Linked DNA regions of Mus musculus: all the other regions are linked to region 2. A link is a contact called in public HiChIP or PLAC-seq data. All regions are on one chromosome and are shown on one strand. Each heading gives the region's core, a stretch centred on a gene start, on an enhancer-like site or on the middle of the called end of the contact. The rest is flanking DNA. Distances are from core to core; before and after follow the strand shown. Region 1 overlaps Zfp536 (zinc finger protein 536). Region 2 holds the start of Zfp536 (zinc finger protein 536). Region 3 holds the start of Uri1 (URI1, prefoldin-like chaperone). Region 4 has its middle 93 kb from the start of Gm22302.

The links. HiChIP or PLAC-seq counts read pairs in DNA pulled down with a chosen protein or histone mark.
Region 1: an H3K4me3 HiChIP or PLAC-seq map of craniofacial prominence shows a contact between it and region 2, with 4 times the contacts expected there. The contact joins the enhancer-like site here to the promoter of Zfp536 in region 2. A contact is called at or near these places in 11 of 39 promoter capture datasets (the 3T3-L1 cell line, the C10 cell line, cranial neural crest and 7 more), 2 of 484 Hi-C or Micro-C datasets (ganglionic eminence and nephron progenitors), 15 of 115 datasets of contacts at active chromatin or transcription factors (craniofacial prominence, embryonic basal ganglia, embryonic forebrain and 8 more) and 2 of 9 other capture datasets (adipose tissue and pancreatic islet).
Region 3: an H3K4me3 HiChIP or PLAC-seq map of embryonic basal ganglia shows a contact between it and region 2, with 3 times the contacts expected there. The contact joins the promoter of Uri1 here to the promoter of Zfp536 in region 2. A contact is called at or near these places in 4 of 39 promoter capture datasets (the 3T3-L1 cell line, cranial neural crest, hippocampal neurons and 1 more), 5 of 484 Hi-C or Micro-C datasets (cortical neurons, embryonic fibroblasts, embryonic stem cells and 1 more) and 9 of 115 datasets of contacts at active chromatin or transcription factors (cardiomyocytes, embryonic basal ganglia, embryonic brain and 6 more).
Region 4: a contact with region 2 is called in an H3K4me3 HiChIP or PLAC-seq map of forebrain, with 2.3 times the contacts expected there. The contact joins the enhancer-like site here to the promoter of Zfp536 in region 2. A contact is called at or near these places in 15 of 39 promoter capture datasets (the 3T3-L1 cell line, the C10 cell line, HPC-7-derived erythroid cells and 8 more), 9 of 484 Hi-C or Micro-C datasets (cerebral cortex, cortical neurons, embryonic fibroblasts and 4 more), 11 of 115 datasets of contacts at active chromatin or transcription factors (VIP interneurons, embryonic basal ganglia, embryonic forebrain and 6 more) and 2 of 9 other capture datasets (adipose tissue and liver).

Annotation. Positions count from the first base shown.
Region 1 is chr7:37,579,188-37,583,560 of GRCm38.p6, forward strand. All of the region lies in intron 3 of Zfp536 (zinc finger protein 536), which reads right to left. Among named protein-coding and RNA genes, the nearest start is that of 4930505M18Rik, 88 kb to the right of the region's middle. Within about 2 kb of position 1,579, at least 4 of the 459 cell types and tissues checked have an H3K27ac peak or open chromatin away from gene starts, as enhancers often do. A contact at or near this core is called in craniofacial prominence, where this site is marked.
Region 2 is chr7:37,767,410-37,771,615 of GRCm38.p6, forward strand. It overlaps Zfp536 (zinc finger protein 536), which reads right to left and starts at 2,343. Exons shown (of 6, transcript NM_172385.2): 1 at 2,187-2,343.
Region 3 is chr7:38,016,595-38,020,861 of GRCm38.p6, forward strand. It overlaps Uri1 (URI1, prefoldin-like chaperone), which reads right to left and starts at 2,958. Exons shown (of 11, transcript NM_011274.5): 1 at 2,516-2,958. The coding sequence starts at 2,626.
Region 4 is chr7:37,915,149-37,919,486 of GRCm38.p6, forward strand. No RefSeq gene overlaps it. Among named protein-coding and RNA genes, the nearest start is that of Gm22302, 93 kb to the left of the region's middle. Within about 2 kb of position 2,118, at least 17 of the 459 cell types and tissues checked have an H3K27ac peak or open chromatin away from gene starts, as enhancers often do. A contact at or near this core is called in VIP interneurons, cerebral cortex, cortical neurons and 2 more, where this site is marked.

The DNA of each region.
Region 1 (4,373 bases), core at 329-2,828, 190 kb before region 2:
GGTGAAATCACAGGTAGCAAAGGAGGTTCTGACGTCAGAACACAGGGTCTTGTATTTTCTACTTTTCTCAGAGCAGCCTGTAAGAAAGCACGTGGCACTCCTTCTCAGGAAACTATCCTTCTGGGGTTCATGCTACTGCAGAACACCCAGAACCTCTCCCAGCCCCCAACATCATGCTTCTCCAATATCCACAAAATGTCTCCATTTAATCTTGGTAGTCAAAGATCAAAAGCCAACACTTTTCCTGATGTTCATCTAAACAGAGTTCATGTCAAAGACTCCCAGAAAATAACCTCTCTTGTCACCAGCCAGTTCTACTTCCCGTCCCTCTTTCCTACATTCTTTTCTGCCTGGGGAACACTTGTCATGAATGGTAGCGATGTGTATCCCTTCCTCAGAGATGGTCCCTGGGGAGCTTAGACAAAAGTAGTGGAGCTGGAGGAGTCTCAGAGACTACCTAGCTCCTAGTCACTTTAAATGCTGTTTACATGTAGGTGATCTGAGGTCAGAAGCTGGGATAGCACATCTAAGTTACAGTAGGTAACTACAGAGTTAGTAGCCATGTGCATGTATCAACCACTTCCATTAGTTAATTCCTAGATACTCAGAAATACTAAGAGATGCTAAGTAAATGAAGAGATGGTGGAAAGATGAGTGGCTGTGGGTATAAGTGGATAGATAGGTGGATGGATGAACAAATGAAAAGGTGACTGGGTGGATGGATGGATGGATGGATGGATGGATGGATGGATGGATGGATGGATGGACGGACGGACAGATGATTATGTGGGTTGATAGATGGATAAATTAATGGGAGAGTAGATGAATGAGTGGATGGATGGAGGATGGATGGATGGACGGAGGATAGATGGATGGAGGATGGATGGGTGGATGAATGGATGGATGGATGGATGGATGGATGGATGGATGGATGGATGGATGGACAGATGATTATGTGGGTTGGTAGATGGGTAGATTAATGGGAGAGTAGATGGATGAGTGGATGGATGGATGGATGGATGGATGGATGGATGGATGGATGGATGGGTAGAGGGATAGAAGGATGGTTAGGTGGATGGATGAATGAACAGATGGATAAAGGAAGCCTTGCTGTAACAGGGAGAGACGGATGTCCATTCACAGATGCTGGTGAATTTACTTCTCACCTCTCAGCTACAAAAATATATCCGCAGCACACCTCCCTCTACTGGATTTCAAGCTCATCAACTTTCTTTCCTCAGAATTCTTTCTCTAGATAACATTTAGGCCCTTGGTCCTATGACGTCCTGTGAGTAGTGACTCACAGGGTTTAAGAAATCAGTTCATCCATCTCCTGCTGTCTCCCTGGACCTCTGCAGAGACCAGAGGTGATGTGTATGTTCATAAAACAGCCTCAAACCTCTGAGTCCCCATCATCCTCTGGCATGTGACTCTCCCAGGATGCACTAAGACGATACCAATGGACCTAGGATTGAAGATATTCCAAAGACAGGTTCTTCAAGTTGTCCCTGCAGATACCCCATCTGGAAGCCCAGCTCAGGAGGCTGGCCAGAATATTTCCCTTGTTCTCTGGCGTGTTTGCTTTGTATCATGTTACAGTAGACTGATGTGATGTAATGTGACAACCCCCGACCCATGAACTACACGAGTCAGAATACCCCATAAATTTAAAGAGATACAGTTCCTTTTCAGAAAAGGCTAATTGTAAACAGCAGAAATCTTAATGCTGTTAAAGTCGATAGCAGGTTTTTATTAATCAGGGTATTTTGTAACTCAAGTTCTTCATATGCCTCGGGCAGCCAATCTCTATCTGTTTGTTGCTTCTTTGGGAGATGCAAAAATACTGCCAAGTGGATCACCTTTGTGGGGTTCCCAGGTCACACTTGGCTGGCACTAGGTACTGGCTATGACACCCCCCCACACACACAGAGTTCTGGTGGGAGGAAGTTTATCACTAAAATCAACCCCCTACATGGGAAAGCTCTCTGGAAACACCATCCCAGACTCCACACTCCTGGCCATGTCTGGGATTTTCTGTATATGAGTGTCCACAGCAATGGTGGGCACAGTAAACTGAATGCTGGTTCCTTAGCCAACTGCAGGGGACTAAACAGGCCCTCACTCCCCCACCCCAGTTGTATGCCAGAGAGCCTGCATAGTCTTCTCCCTTCCCCTCAACCCCACAGCTAAACCAAACAGAGTTCCCAGGTTGACTGTTGAATCAGTTGCTGATAGTCAAAAAATTCCATTGCCCTGCCTTAAGCAATTGGGTCAGCGCTCAGCACGTGACCTAATTCATGCCAACAGGAGAAAAAAACTAAGGGAGTTGCAAGGTTCCATCGCTCCAAGTGAGATCTGGAGCTACAGCAGCCATTTAAATATATATATATATATATATATATATATATATATATATATATATATATATATATATATATATATATGTGTGTGTGTGTGTGTGTGTGTGTGTGTGTGTGTGTGTGTGTGTGTGTGTGTGTGTGTGTGTCTACTGTGGTCTCCACAGTGATGTGCAGCACTGGAGTTCAGAGCCACTGCTGGGGAACTAAAGGAGATAAGTTGCCTTCTTGTTAGCATAATTTGAAGTTCTAGGTCAAATGGTACCTGAAGCTGATACCTACATACTACATACTCATATAAATCGGCACAGCCCGTTGGTAGTCTCGGGTTGGTTGGATATTCTGCCACGCAGAAGTAGTGGGGCTATGGAGTTCTGATGGATTAATATAGGAAGCAGTCAAGTCCCACTCTGCTGTCTGTCCTCTCCCTACCCCCATCTCACTGCCCTCTTTGAACTCCATCTCTTTCACTGTGCTCATACAAACCCAGCACAGCTTGAGCACAGGAGTCTCTGTGCCCACTCTGAGGGGTCCAGCCATGTGCTACCATGGGTTTTTCCAAATGCTTCTGGTTTATAACATGGTAAAGGAAATGGTATACCTTGCCCTGCATGCCTGGGCCAGAGAAGACACAAACAACAAGTGTTAAGAATACATTGCTCCAGGCTGGAGAGATGCTCCAACATTTAAGAGTGCTTGCTGCTCTTCTAGAGGGCCAGAATTCCCAGCACTCACATTGGGCTGCTCATAACCACTTGTAACTCCAGCTCAGAGGAGGCAGTGCCCCCTTTGACTTCCACAAGCACTGCCCTTGCATGCACATACCCACCCACAAACACCATTTTAAACTTAAACTGGCTTGCCATTAGCCACAGGATCTGAACCCCACAGCAGAGTATTCTTCTCAGGATCTCACTTCAAAGACTGCTGCTGGTGCCGCTGGTGTCCAACAGTCCCTCTGGAGTCTATAACAGTCTCCCTGATCAGAACATGTCGATCTTACTCCCCTTCCCCATCTGAGGTAATGTCTTCAGATCTCTAACCAGATCTCTGCCCTGGCTTCCCTAGACACAAAAGATGGCCCTGCTGTCCACTCTAAATGTATACAGGCAAGTGAACGTGCCCCTTGAGTTTTGCCTGTGCACAGGTGTTCCAGGTACCTCTTGAGTCTCCTGCCACTGTGCACTATAAAGAATGCTTTCTTGTTTCTCTCTCTCTCTCTCTCTCTCTCTCTCTCTCTCTCTCTCTCTCTCTCTCTCTCTCTCTCTCTCTCTCTCTCTCTCTCTCTTGTACAGTAAGGTCAATAAAGGCCATGGGTGCACTCAGAGGGCTGGAACCTGCTCAGTGCTCTGCTCTCAGTTCAGGCTATGTGTGAAAGACTAAGAACAAGTGGCTTGGAACACATAGAAATTAAAAGGAGGGATAAAAATGAGCTGCAGTCAAGCCCCATGACCAGAAGCTATGGTCTCACACCAGCATCATGTACTCCTTGCATGCAGGGGCAACCCCAGGACCTGCACATTGCCATTGACCTATAGGCCGTTCCCTGTCCTCGAAGACATGCCTTGGCTTCTCTTTTTCCAGAAGCCAGCTTGGCCCAAGCATAGAGTTTGTGATGCCTGCATCTGGGTCCATGTTTCAGCTTCTCTGCCTGCCCTCCTGTCCCTCTCCTCTCTGACCCATGCCCCTCCACAGCTGCTGCAGCTGCAAGCTTTGACCCTGTTGGAGCTTCAGGAGAGTGTCCTATCCTAATGTGCTCTTCAGGCAGAGTGGACAGGTTCTTGGAAATCAGAGGCAGACTGATAAGGTCATGTAGAGGTTGCCCCAACCCCACTGGCCAGAACCTAGCATGTACAATCTCCAACCAATGAAGCCACTTAACCCCTAGCATCTTGGACTCCATAGGTCGCCATGCCCAGTGGTGATAGAGAAAAGAAACTGGCTGAGCTGTTGCTAACTCATTCGTCCATTTAACCAGATACAGAATAGCTACTACTTCATTCTCTGCCTCCTCCA
Region 2 (4,206 bases), core at 1,093-3,592:
AAAGTAAGATGGAGTTTGGAGCTCACGAAGAAGGCTTGCGGATTTTATGGGTCTGAGCTGATGAAATTTCCTGGCTTACCTGAGGCAGAAGAGACAACCTGATGGGTCAGCTTTTGGAGGCTCGGCAGACATTGCATACCCAAGCACTGCCTTCAGCTCCCCATGGGCAGATCCAACCAGTAGGGCCACATGTCTTGACCAGTTCCTATCTTTTCCCATAATGAAGGCTATTGGCCTCTGGCTTGGACCAACCCACCATGACAGTTTGCTCCATGCCTGCCCTGAGCCTTCCGTGAAGACAGCTCTGACCAGCAGTTAAATTGCTGAGTTGTAAGGATCTGAAGCCTGCTCAGAAGTTAAACACTCCAGGCATAGAACACAATGGGTTTTCAGAGCACTGGTCCAAGAGAATGCAAATGTATTGAAAGCGGTTTTTCTCCAGGTTTTACATAATTACCATTTATGTCTCCAGGAACTGTTTCCCCAGCCCAGTTTAGGGTGAAAGCGTTTTTTTAAAGACTTTCCCTGCAGATGACATATGAGGCACTAACCTTTTTTCATGTGCCCAGATGTTAAGTTCATTTTCATCACATTTATGCAAATTTCATTTGAACAGTAAATCAAAAGAAATCTTAAATCATCGTACACTATTTAAAAATCAACACTAAAGCCGGTTTACTCGCAGCTATCTCTAACATAAAGTCACAGCTAATGAGCTGAGCACCATAGTTCCTTTTCCCATACAATGGCTATAACAAGACCTGAGGTCCTCCACATCCTCCACATGGGAGCATTGCTACCCGTTCACTCTCAAGAGTCCAGTTTCCTCAGATTAACGATGCTCTGTACATCAAAGCCTTCCAAAAGTTTTCCAAACTTTGGGAAATCGGGGGACCCTCAGTCCAGGAGTCTGACAACCACATTAAGTGTCTATGTTAGGCCCTCCAATGCAAAACCTGGGCTCAGTGGCCATGCTTTCAGAAGCTGACTCTTTGTTGGTCAGGTTGGGGTGGGGGATGCTAATTCCTAGGGCGCCGTGTCCTGATTGTCGGGGAGCTGGGCAGAGTGCTATCATTACCAACAACTCAGCCAGGCGGGTAATGGTGAGATCAAGAGACATTTGCACCGCTATCAGGATGACATCATAGCTAAAGCAGCCTTCAGCCAAAGCCCTAGGCTCTCTTAGAGTAGAGGCCAAAGGGCTATGGGGGGAGGTGCCCCCCCCCCGCAACTCCCAGAGCTGGAAGCTGAGTCTCAGGCCCCTGCCATGCAGGGTGGTGGGCCTTGCCCACAGCCAAGTTCCCAGGCAGGCCCAGAAATGGGAAAGACAGCTGGAGTCTTCTCCAACGCAATCTACTTTCCCCCTCCATCCTGCTCACTGCAAATAATACTACTAATAATAACATAGTATGCATTTTTTTCAACAATTTGAAATTGTGAAGCCATTTCCCTGACCAGGGTGGAGCCGGCATGCCATGCCCGCAGCTACATCTCTGCTGTAGAATTGATAGCATTTCCAACCGAATTGTCAATCTGTTGGTGGTGACCCTCTCTTAGGCAAAACAGCTCTCACTCCATTTTTTTCAAGCAATAGAAACAGAGGACGCTGAAGGGGAAGGCAGACTGGAAAGGAAGCCTTCCTACTCTTGTTTTGGTTGCTTTTCTTCCTTTTAAAGCCCAGCAAAACACAGGGGCGCACACGCGAGCGCACGCACACCCTGAGACACAAACCTTAGAATAATGGGGGAGGCATTTGGCGACAAACTGCATCAGCGGCGCGGCGCGACAGGCAACCAACCCCGCTCACTCGCAGCTCAGCTCTCCAAGCCGCGGCAGCGACGGTGGCGGTGGCGGCGGCGACAGAGACCCGTCACCCTCCCAAAGAACCCCTATGCTCAACTCTCAACTGTGTCCCCAAGATCTCCTCTTCAGGCTCGCCTCAACTATGCGCGTGGCCCAGTCACCTCACCTCGCCGGAAAAGTGGAGAGACAGGGTTGGGAGTTGTGTTTAAAAAAAAAAAAAAAAACAGCAAAAAAACAAAACAAAACAAAAAGTTCCTCGAACATCCAGCCCAGCAGATGCAATTCTCCCGCCCGCTGCACACTCTCCCCGAGCCGGCCGGGCACTCGCCCCCAGCACTGCGCCCTCACCTCGGGGCGCGCGGAGGGCACCGCAGGGCACTTACTTGGCACTTGCTTTTGAGTGTGCAGGTCGTCGCGGTTTTCACTTGGGTTTTCAAATAAGTTTCAGGGAGGAAGGAGGCAAAAAAAAAAATCCAATTATGCAAATGGACTCCGGCCGGGGGAGGCGCGCGTTGAATCTGACGCTGCTACTGTATGAGTTCTTGGAGCAGCCCCGGCCCGGCAGATTTATGGGGGCGCGTCACGGCTACGCCAGGTCCCGCCGCCGGAGCATCTCGAAGTTAATTAAAGCGGTAATGTCCACTTTCCTGGCGACCCTCCGTGCGTGGGTTTACTATTTCACCCTCCAACACGACCCAGGAGGGGACACTGATGTGCCCCCCACGCCCCTCTTCTTTCTCTCTTCTTCCCCCTCTTCTGCCTCTCTCTTTCTCTCCCTCCTTTTTCCTCTCTTTAAGTCGCCTGCTTTGCACTCAGTGAACAATGAACAAAGATGTGAGTGATGGGGAAAGATCGCCCCCCTCCCAGCCCAAGCAGTGAGCGAAGCTGGTCTCAAAGTCAAAATCCAGTTGTTAAAAACTGAGAAAGAAAACCAGGGTCTCCACGCTAAGCTCCCTTTCTACACACACGTACACACGCACGCACACATATGAGCAAGCACACCCCACCCCAAGTTCACCTAAGCCCTGCCTGGAGACCTAGGGACCGTGGGGGAAAAGCCAAGGCCCCGGCGCGCGGGGATGCCCAACTCGCGGTGGACACGAGGGGACAGCAGGGACAGGGGAGCTGTGCTCGCTCCGGCCAAGATCATTTCCCGCGCCCCTCCCAGTCTACTGCCCCCACCACTACCCACCGGCCCCCTCCCAACGTCTACACCGAGAGGCCTGGCCCCACGGCCCCGCTCCGGCTGCAGCCGGCCGGATGCGCTCAGCAAACGCGGCCCCTGTCGGATTTCTGCTAAACTGCAGAGCGGCGGCGGCGACTGCCCAGAGAAGCGCAGGAGGAACCCAAGGCCAGCTCGGCGCGCACTCACCCTGCTAGCCCGCTAGTCCTAAAGCCGGTGCCCCGGGCCGCCCACCCGCGCGCACCTCAGAGGATGCACACGCACAGCGCGCTCGAGCCCCGCAGGCAGGGACCGCACGTAGCCGCCGTTATTTTCCGCTCAAGTGAAAACTAAGGCGGCTGACGAATCACGTCTCCTGCGAGGCACCCGTTAGACAAAACAATATCCTGCAAACAAAACCCGGCCACCGCTGCCACCCGCGCGCCAGGCCGGGACCCCGCCCTGCTCCTCCCAGGCCCCAGCCCCTGGCTTCTGCCCGCACCGACCCCAGCCTTCCAGGCTTGCATCCTTCCAGGAAAGAACTCGGGGACTTGAGTGTGCGCTCACCAAGAGGCGGACAAACAGGAAGGACTCACAAACCGGGAGTGAAAAATGGGGGCCACTTAACTTTCCACCTGTCCCTAGAGAAACCTTGCGGGGAATTTTCTCCGAAGAGTTGGTCTCTCTCTCTCTCTCTCTCTCTCTCTCTCTCTCTCTCTCTCTCTCTCTCTCTCCTTTTCTCTCTCTAACTTCCACAGCGCTAATTTCCACCTTCCCTCACTTCTCATACCTTCATGTATGTGGAGATAATCTATATTGTAATTGTTTGCAAAATTGCAACAGATGGGAGCATCGAGATCTGGACACTTCTACTTCTCAAAGAAAACCCTCTTTTTATTTTTATTTTTATATTATTATATTTTTGCCTAAAATACATCTCAAGTCCCGCCTACGACTGTTTTCCTTAATTCATCTTCAAATTTAAAATAAAAATGCCTTGAAGCAAACAGAAAGGCTTATTAGCGACGTTCATTCTCGCTCCAGCCTTGGGTTGGGCTGAGGATGAGCCCCCGCCCCCCCGCCCGCAGGAAAAAAAAATCTTGCTCTTCCCAGGACCACCCCCCAGTGGCCCCCTCTCCTCGATGTTACCCCACCCCCGCCCCCCTCCACACACACACTCGGCCGCACTCCTTCACTCTGATTGGCCTCACGTTTCCAGCTCGGGACTAGCCGGCTCATTT
Region 3 (4,267 bases), core at 1,708-4,207, 250 kb after region 2:
AAACCTAAGTAAAGTCCCTCACAAAATTACTAACTCACTATTTACAAAGCAAAGCTCTCCTGTGCAAAACTCTAAATAAAGCACAGGCATCTAACCAGGGTGTCTTGTTAAGCCCTTGTGACTCTCCTGTCTACCAATGCAGATTTTTCTATTATGTAAATAGTCTGTTAAGTAAATACTGAAGGGCTTTCTTATAAACTGGGAGGCATTTTACCTAACCCAAACAGAAATGCACATTTAATTTGTATGCCAACTTAACATTAACACAAGATGTGACTGACAAAGGTATTGAAGTCCACATCCACTGAAAACACTCAGTCTCCTATTGAGTTTAGCACCCAAGACAGGTACTCGCTCAAATATAATACTAACCACAATAAGCTGTTCAGAACACCCCAAAGTACCCTTCGTATTTCATTCACCCTAACATCAGAATAAAACCCAGGCTCTCCCTTTTAAAAATGACACAGGGAAGCAAAGATGCTGATCAGCATTACTCACAAGCAAAAGTGTTTTCCATATGGGCTAGAGGCAGTGGTACCAGCTACCCTGGGACACTTCACAATTTGGTCAAAATTAACAAGGAGGCAATATGTAGGGCTTTGTTTTGGTTTGTCTTTCTTTCTTTCTTTCTTTCTTTCTTTCTTTCTTTCTTTCTTTCTTTCTTTCTTATTTTCCTCTATTTTCCTTTTTAAAAATCTGTTTCTCCTTTTAAAAAAAAATTAAGATGAAGTCAAGTCTGATGCCACAGGTAATCCCACCTACTTAGAAGGCTGAGTTTAGAGGCTTACAGCTTTAAGTCCAGGCTGGGCTACAATGGGAGTTCAAGGCCAGCTTGGGCAACTTAAAAAGAACATGTTTCAAAAATTAAAAAGTTGACTGATAATATAGCTCTCCTAGAACCATAATAAATAAAAATATAAATCAATAAAAGCAAATACGTCTTGTGATTTAAATTAAACTAGGTTAACTTTTAAACTCTCATCTTTAAGAACAAGTTTAAAATCCAACAGTTGTATTATGTATTAGGGAAAAACGGGGAAAAATATATATATATATAAAGCAGCAGCAGCAGGAGCTAACCAAAGTATGAAAGACTCCTACAATCTGTTAACAGGTGGTTTCTAAGCCAAAAGGGATTTCTTGGGACCTAGGAAAAACTTTCATATAGTTAACCTCAGCAATTTTTCTAACCACATTTCATGAAAAGTTTTACATAGGTATATGAATAAAAAGGAGTTTGGGTTTCATAGCAAAAATTCAAGCTTACATGAAATAGGAGCTCCCAAGATCCACCCTTAACTGAGGAGCTACTGGAAGTTGACAACAGCTAAGGGACAAAGACTGACACATGGGATTTGTGGTGCCCGTGCTCCTTGGATGGTTCTATCTAACACATATGGGCAAGCACTAGCTGGACTGAGATATTTAAAAAAAAAAAAAAAAAAAAAAAGGACATGAAGTTGGAAGGGGGATGTGTGGGAGGGAAAGGGAGTTAAGTTGAAGGGACGAAATAGATTTAACTGACTGCATGTACAATTCTCCAGGAGTAAATTCCAAATAAATAACATAAAGTTTACACGCAAAAATATTTAAATATAGAAAAATAGAGCTTCTCAAATGTTTATGCAACTTCCTAAACCTTTATTAATACCTCACTCTGGCAACAGGACATGTGACGTTTAAGCAAATTAAATGTCGCTTTTCAAAGAATTTCAAGGCACGTCAGGAGAATCAACTTGAAAACCTACAGAATCCACAGGACAATTTCACATTTAACAATCGAGCTGTAGTTCTTAACTACATAACATTTCCTTATAAAAAAAAATATATAATAATTCCCATTCGGAGATTCTAAGCATTCTCCTCTCCTCTGGTAGATCAAAAAAAAAAAAAAAAAGTGGGGAAAGCCTTGTTTAATAAAGGCTTGAAGTTAAAATTTAACAAAGGCCTTCTCTCTTGTCGACTACTAAACCTAAGAGCTGGATTGCACAGGAAGTGCATCATCACCAACGTAGTCAAACTTGGACGCTCAATCAAATAAGGATATCTCGTGTGTGTGTGTGTGTGTGTGTGTGTGTGTGTGTGTGTGTGTGTGCGCACGCGCGCATTGTACCAACGTTTAGATAATAAATAGCTAAGGGGTAAAAAGAGTGACCACTTCTGTTCACAGTGTAATCCCCGAACCAAAAAGGAAAAAAAAAAAAACACGTATTTTTATTTAGTCCCAACAATTGCTCTCTCAGTTCAGGGTCAACCGATTATCCTATCCCCTGCATCCTCTGTATTCCCCACATCCCCGCATCCCTTCCGGGGAAGGTCAAAGGGCCACCGACAAAAGACAACAAATGCACGTGACAAAAGTTTCTCCCGTGGTCCCCGCGGCCCGAGGCTGCGCAGCTCGCGCGTGGGGATCTCGGTTTCACGCAGAGGGCTGGCCGCATTAGAGGTTGCTCAGAGTGTCGCGGCCACATGCGGAAGCCGGCCAGGGCCGGAACCAAGCGCGGCCTGTTACCTTTTCCTGCTCCTCGCGAAGCCGCGCCACCTCTGGTGCGCGCAGCGGAGCGGCGGCTGAGGCCTCTGCAAGGGGCTGGGGCTCGGGCTCGGGTTCGGACGGGGGCTCCATGCCCGGCGCCGCAGCCTCAGCGAGGCGAACAAGTCCTAAACAAGTGTTTATGGAGACGGCGTGGCCGGCGGATGCCCAGCGCCCGCGCGCTCGCCCTCATGCACTGCACGCCTCTCTCTGAAGAGGCCGCGCTCACTTTCGCCGCTGCCCCGGGGGCCGCCGCTCGCGTCCGGGCTACCCGCGGCCGCATCTCACACGCGCATACCGCCGCCGCCGCCGCCGCCGCCGCCTCGGAGCAGCAGGCCCTACACCAGGCGCGCCACGCTCTTCTCCCGCAACCGGGCCCAGCTTAGCGTCCCGCGACTGCCGCGCCTCCGCGCACGCCCCGCCCCTCGCCCCGCCCGCGCAGCACGCCGGGAAGCTCTCAAGCTCCGCCCTAGGGGGCGGGGCTATGGCGGGGACAGGGCCTCCGGGTGGGGTGGAGGCTGAGCCGCTCAGGACCCCTGCACAGGATGAGAGGCGGCGGGATAGTGGGTCCCAATTCGCTTGGCGCTGCCTGTGGTGGTAGGAACTTAATATGAGCACTGAGACTGTTTCATAAGCTCATTTAATTTTATCAAATTCAGCTGTTTCCCATGCCTTTTAATGAACTAATGTGGTTTAATGAGCTAAAATGCACAATATACAACTATATTTTTGCGTATGTATTAATTACTGTACACATTACAATTTTCCTTACATATATTAAGCTGCAGTATTAATATTACTATGTTACTACGTATGCACTGTGTAGCACATTTTTCAACAACAGCTGCTGCCCTATCCCATGTATTTTATAATTCTGGTGTTTTGTTTAACAGTGGGGACCAAATGCATGGCTTTGGACTTGCTAGACAAGCACTCTACCAACTGAGCTAAATCCCCATCCCTGTTCCACTCAGTATTTTAAAAATTGGAAGCTGGAGCAGGGAGCACACCTTTAATCCCCAACAGTTTGAAGGCAGAGGCAGGAGGGTATCTGTGAGTTTGAAGCCAGCCTGGTCCACATAGCAAGTTCCAGGCCAGCCTGAGCTGAATAAATCTCTTGGACTCACTTCCTCCCCCTAGCCCTTTGTGCAGCCTCTGTTTGTGGCAGTCCTCTAGTCTACCTTGTGGCCTTGTCCTAACTCTATCCCAAGCCCGGACAATAGGCATAGATCCTATTACCTCAGTATTGTGTGTATAGGAACAGGCTGGCAGGCACCTGCAGAATTCTGGCCCTCTGTGGGTCTGTTTGCCCCTATCTTCCACTTCTGTTCCAGCTCCCAAGTCCACATCCATCCTTTGATCACTTGCATCAAGAAAGAAAAAGCAGGGACGATTGGGGAAGATGGTAAATATGAATTTCTCTCCCTGCAGATGCAGCAACCTCTGAAACACAGTCAAACTCTGAGCACTCATCTTGCCTCCCGCCAATAGCAGCATCCCTGACTCCTAGGGCACCGCAGAAGCTACTTCTCTAGTGCTGGGCTTTGAATATGAACTGACCCCATGTGTTTCAATACTTGGTCCCTAACAGGTAGTACTAATTTGGAAGGATACTTAAAAATTAGGATGTACCAGGCAGTGGTGGCTCACACCTTTAATCCCAGAATCTGGAAGGCAGAGGCAGGCAGATCTCTGAGTTTGAGGCCAGCCTGGTCTACAGAGTGAGTTCCAGGA
Region 4 (4,338 bases), core at 868-3,367, 150 kb after region 2:
CCAGTCCTCCCCACACCCCTGCACCCTGTTCCATGGTGGGTATCTTATCTCCTGCCCATGGTGAGGTGAATATTTGAGGCCACCACACCATGCTTGCCTAAATTATCAGGAAGTAACTTAGGAAACCTCAGAATCCAGGTTTAAAATTCAACGTACAGGAGCCAAGTTACTGGCAGGTTGTTGGGCTCAAACGGGTGATGACATAAAGTTCTCACCACCCTCACCCGGGAGCTCCAGGCCCCACAAGCTAGGTGATCAAGTGCAGATCTAATCCCCCCTCTTCTCCGTTCCTAATCTCATGTACATGACTAGAAGCTTCTGCAGGATGAGGAAAGGGCAGAGAGGTCAGGGGGCACACTCCTCCCAGGGTCTAGCTGGGGACTGTGTAGTGGCTTAGGCTTCCAACCCCCAAGTTGCTAAGCTGCAGGGAACAGTGAACAGCCTAGAGCTGTTCATCAAAAGCCTTGAAGCATCGGTAGTCCGTCTAAGCCAATGTTGCCCATGGCTGGTTCTGCATGATGAATGGAACACAGGGTGACGGAGGGCCAAGTGGTACCTCTAACTACCGATCTTGCCAGTGTTAGATGGTTTTATGTCAACTTGACACAAGCTAAAGCCATTTGAGGGGAGGAACCCCCAGTTGAGAAAATGCCTCCCTAAGATCTGGCTGTAGGGCATTTTCTTAACTAGTGATCGATGAGGTGTGTGATTGTGTGTAGGGCCACTCCTGGGCAGGTGGTCCTGGGTTCTATAAGAAAGCAGGTTGAGCAAGAGATGAGGAGCAAGCCAATAAGCAGCACCCCTCCATGGCCTCTGCATCAGCTCCTGCCTCCAGGTTCCTGCCCTGTTTGATTTCCTGTCTTGACTTCTTAGATGATGAACAGTATGAGTATATGGATATAAATATATATGAATATATGGAGGTGTGAGCCAAAGAAACCCTATCCTCCCAAGTTGCTTTTGGTCATGGTGTTTCACCATAGCAACAGCAAACCCTAACTAAGACATTACCCATGGTCATCACTGGCAAGGAAGTTACCTGGATCCTCTAAGGCCAAGGTCCAGACCTCTGAGTATCTCACATCTTCATAGCAGCCACACGGCCACACCTGGCCTCCAGGTGTTCTGTGGCAGATGGTACAGTGTGCAGCTGCAGAGCTGAGACATAGCCGTACCACTTCACCTTGTCCCTCTGCCCAAGCCTGCTGGCCTTCCTGGGGAAGACTCATTTCCATATCACACAGACTGTGATCTCTGTGACCTTTTGGGCACATTTACTCCTGGCACGCTGACCAAATGACAGGTCCCCCCTCCGAGACGCCCCAGTCAATGCCCAATATCCACAAAGCTCCTGACCCAACAGAGCCACTTGCCTCCTCCCCCAATCGGGGAACCACCTTCACCATCTGCTTCCTGTACCTACATCCCCCAGCCCCTCCTGACTGTGGCTCTGGAAGACAGATATCTGATCTTAGGGTCCTGACACCCACAGACAGAGTGGGCTCTGTGCAGCCTTGCTGGGTACAGGGGGCCCCCATCAGCTCTGCAGTTGTACACCTGTACTTGAACGTGTGAGCAGAGAAGCCACTGTTTCCCCCTGAAAGAGCCCAGGGTCGCCGGGTCATAGCCTCTGCATTCCCCACCCCCTACCAGGACCCTGCACAGCCTGCCATCCTGCCTCCTGGGGAGCATCTGGGCACAGTGGGCTTGGCGGGCCCTCAGCTTCCCAGGCGGATGTGATGGCAAATAGCAGGCACTTGGCATCGGGTCGGGATTTCTGAGCATAACAGAAATGTCAGGCGGGTTTTAATGAAAGGCTGTGTGCTTCTGGGGATTGACAGGCCAACACACAATCCGGATTTTCAGATGGCTTGTTCTCAGGGCTCTTGGCACAGGCGCCTGAGCTGAGGGGAGCCCCCCGAATGTTCCAGGGGGCAGGGCCATCTCCCCCAACTTGCAGAAGTAGCTACCATCAATTGACAGGCTCCCCTTCCCGTCTCTGGCCACAGTGCTGAGCCCTAATTTAGAAACCAAATTCTTTCTCATCCTAACCCGCAGCAATTGGATGCTTGCCTTTTGCCTACACTTCGTGAGCAACGTGTGGCAGAGGAGGCGGCGTCCCCTCCATTGACGTCAGGAGGGCTGCTGGGAGCACAGTGGCCACCCTAGGCAGGTGCCACAGGGCCAGGTGCCCTGTGGGGACGGGGTGGCTGCTGCTGTGACAATTGGTCCCTAAAAGGAAATCTTGTTGCCTAGCTCCAAGGGTCACAAAACCCTGACAGAAGGGGAAGGTGAGGGGAAAGGCTGGAGAAGGGCCAGTTACCCTCAGCAGAGGGTAGTAGATGAACATACATGTGACAGGTTTGCATGACCCAAGGTGCCTCACTCTGTAGTGAGGGCTGCTTAGGGGCTGGGTAGCTGCAAGTGCCAGAGCTGGTGCTGACTGAGCCAGACAAGTAAGACTAGAATGAGCACTGGACAGGCAGGCTGGAGAGACCAGGGTTATCCATCTCTTCACTACTATCCCTTTTATATCCCCTCTCTTCTGATGACACTGCCCCATCCCTGCTTCTAGGAGTTCAGCATCTGCCCAGGAAGCAAAAAACAGTCACTTTTTGTCATAGATTTCCTTAGCAAATCAGTTTCAAGAATTTTGGGGGCTCCCGATTTTAGGGGTTTCTGTATGTGGGTGCTTGGTTGTGTCGCTGTAGGCCTGGGTATAGAACTGAGCATCATGACAGAGAGGCCTGATGGAGGAGAGACGCCATTCAGTAGAAAGAAAGACAGAAAGGGACCAGGGATAAGATGTACTCTCCATAGACGCCCCGCCCCCGTGACCTATTTCCTCCAACCAGGCCCCACCTCCTAACAGTCCACTGAGCACCTAACTCAACTTAGGGTCTATCCATGGTGACGTTGGCGCCCTTCACGATGGAACCACTTCTAGGAAGCACCATGAGCGGTGGAGCCTTTTGCAGAGACACATCATATTCAAATGACAACAACCACTAAGGGGAGTGAACCTGGCAGTGTGGACAATACGGGAATGATGGCTTCTCCAGACTCCGCTGGGCTTTGAAGAAGCCTGGCGCTCTCACATGGGAGCTGCTATTCAGGGGGATCCCAACCTCCATCGAGACTTTTATCTCAGGCTCCTTATTCAGACCTCCAAGACAGGTGGACCCTGTCTCCCTGGCTAAACTAGGGGCATGTCTGGGCAGCCCCAGTAGAGAGAGGTGATCCAAGGTCTCAAAGCAGGCTGGGTATGCCTCCTTGTTATCCTATCTTTCCCTGAAAGCAACTAGCTGTGAGGTACCTCACTCCAAATCCCTTCCTCTGGTAGACTGAATCTGGGAACCCATACCCAGGTGCCCTGAGCTTCTGGGCTGAGAGGAAAGCCAGTTTTCCTAGGAGCAATCTGAAACGGCTGCCTGAAAGAAACTAGTGGGTTAGGTTAATACGAGAGCCATAGGCAAGTAGGCAGGTCCAGTACAGGCTCTCTGTGCTGAACAGGACAGGGATAGGTCCTCCAGAGACCCTGGTTGCTAAGCAGGTGAGCACAGGCATACCCTTCTTCAGGCCAGGAGAGGTCATTGATACGGCGAGGACAGACAGCAGAAACATGCACCCTGAGGGTTGCAGGAGGAGTCTAAGCTGGCAACGAGAAATGGGAGCCAAGAATTGGCTCCAGGTGGATTGGGAAGGCATTCTGCAGAGGACATGTCCATGGTCACCAGAGACGGCTGGGTGTGTAGGGTCTGAGCCTCTGGTCACACCAACACTCTCAGCTCCACTCCCACCCTCACTGGGTCTTGTATGAAATACATGCCTGTCACTCCGCCATTCCAGACTCTTCCCTGACCCTGCTCTCTCTCTGGCCACTTGGCCACTGGGCCATTTTCAGCTCCTCGAAGGCACTGGGCTTCCTCCCAGGCTGCTCTAGTTGCCAGCGCTGCTCTGGGTCCCTGTGGCTGGCTCCTCTGCTCAGATGTCGCTCTAGCAGAAAGCCCCGCCCCTCCCGTTCCGGTTCTCTCTGTTCTCTAGCATCCATTCCTAGACCACCACCCTGTGGGGGTCCCCTGAGACTCAGCTCCATTCTAGGGAGTTTATGCTTTTTTTGTTTGATTTTATGTTTACTCTCCTCTGTGTGTCCCCCGCCGCCGACCCCTGCTTGATTGACCACGATGACTTGGGAAATCCAGAGCGCTGTGATTCCTAAGACAGGGCTAGCCTGGCACAACGGAGGCATTTTAGCAATGCAGGCAGAAGGACGGAACTGACTGAACGGCTCCAACATATTCACATTGGCCTCTCCAAAACACATTGACTGGCCTCTGC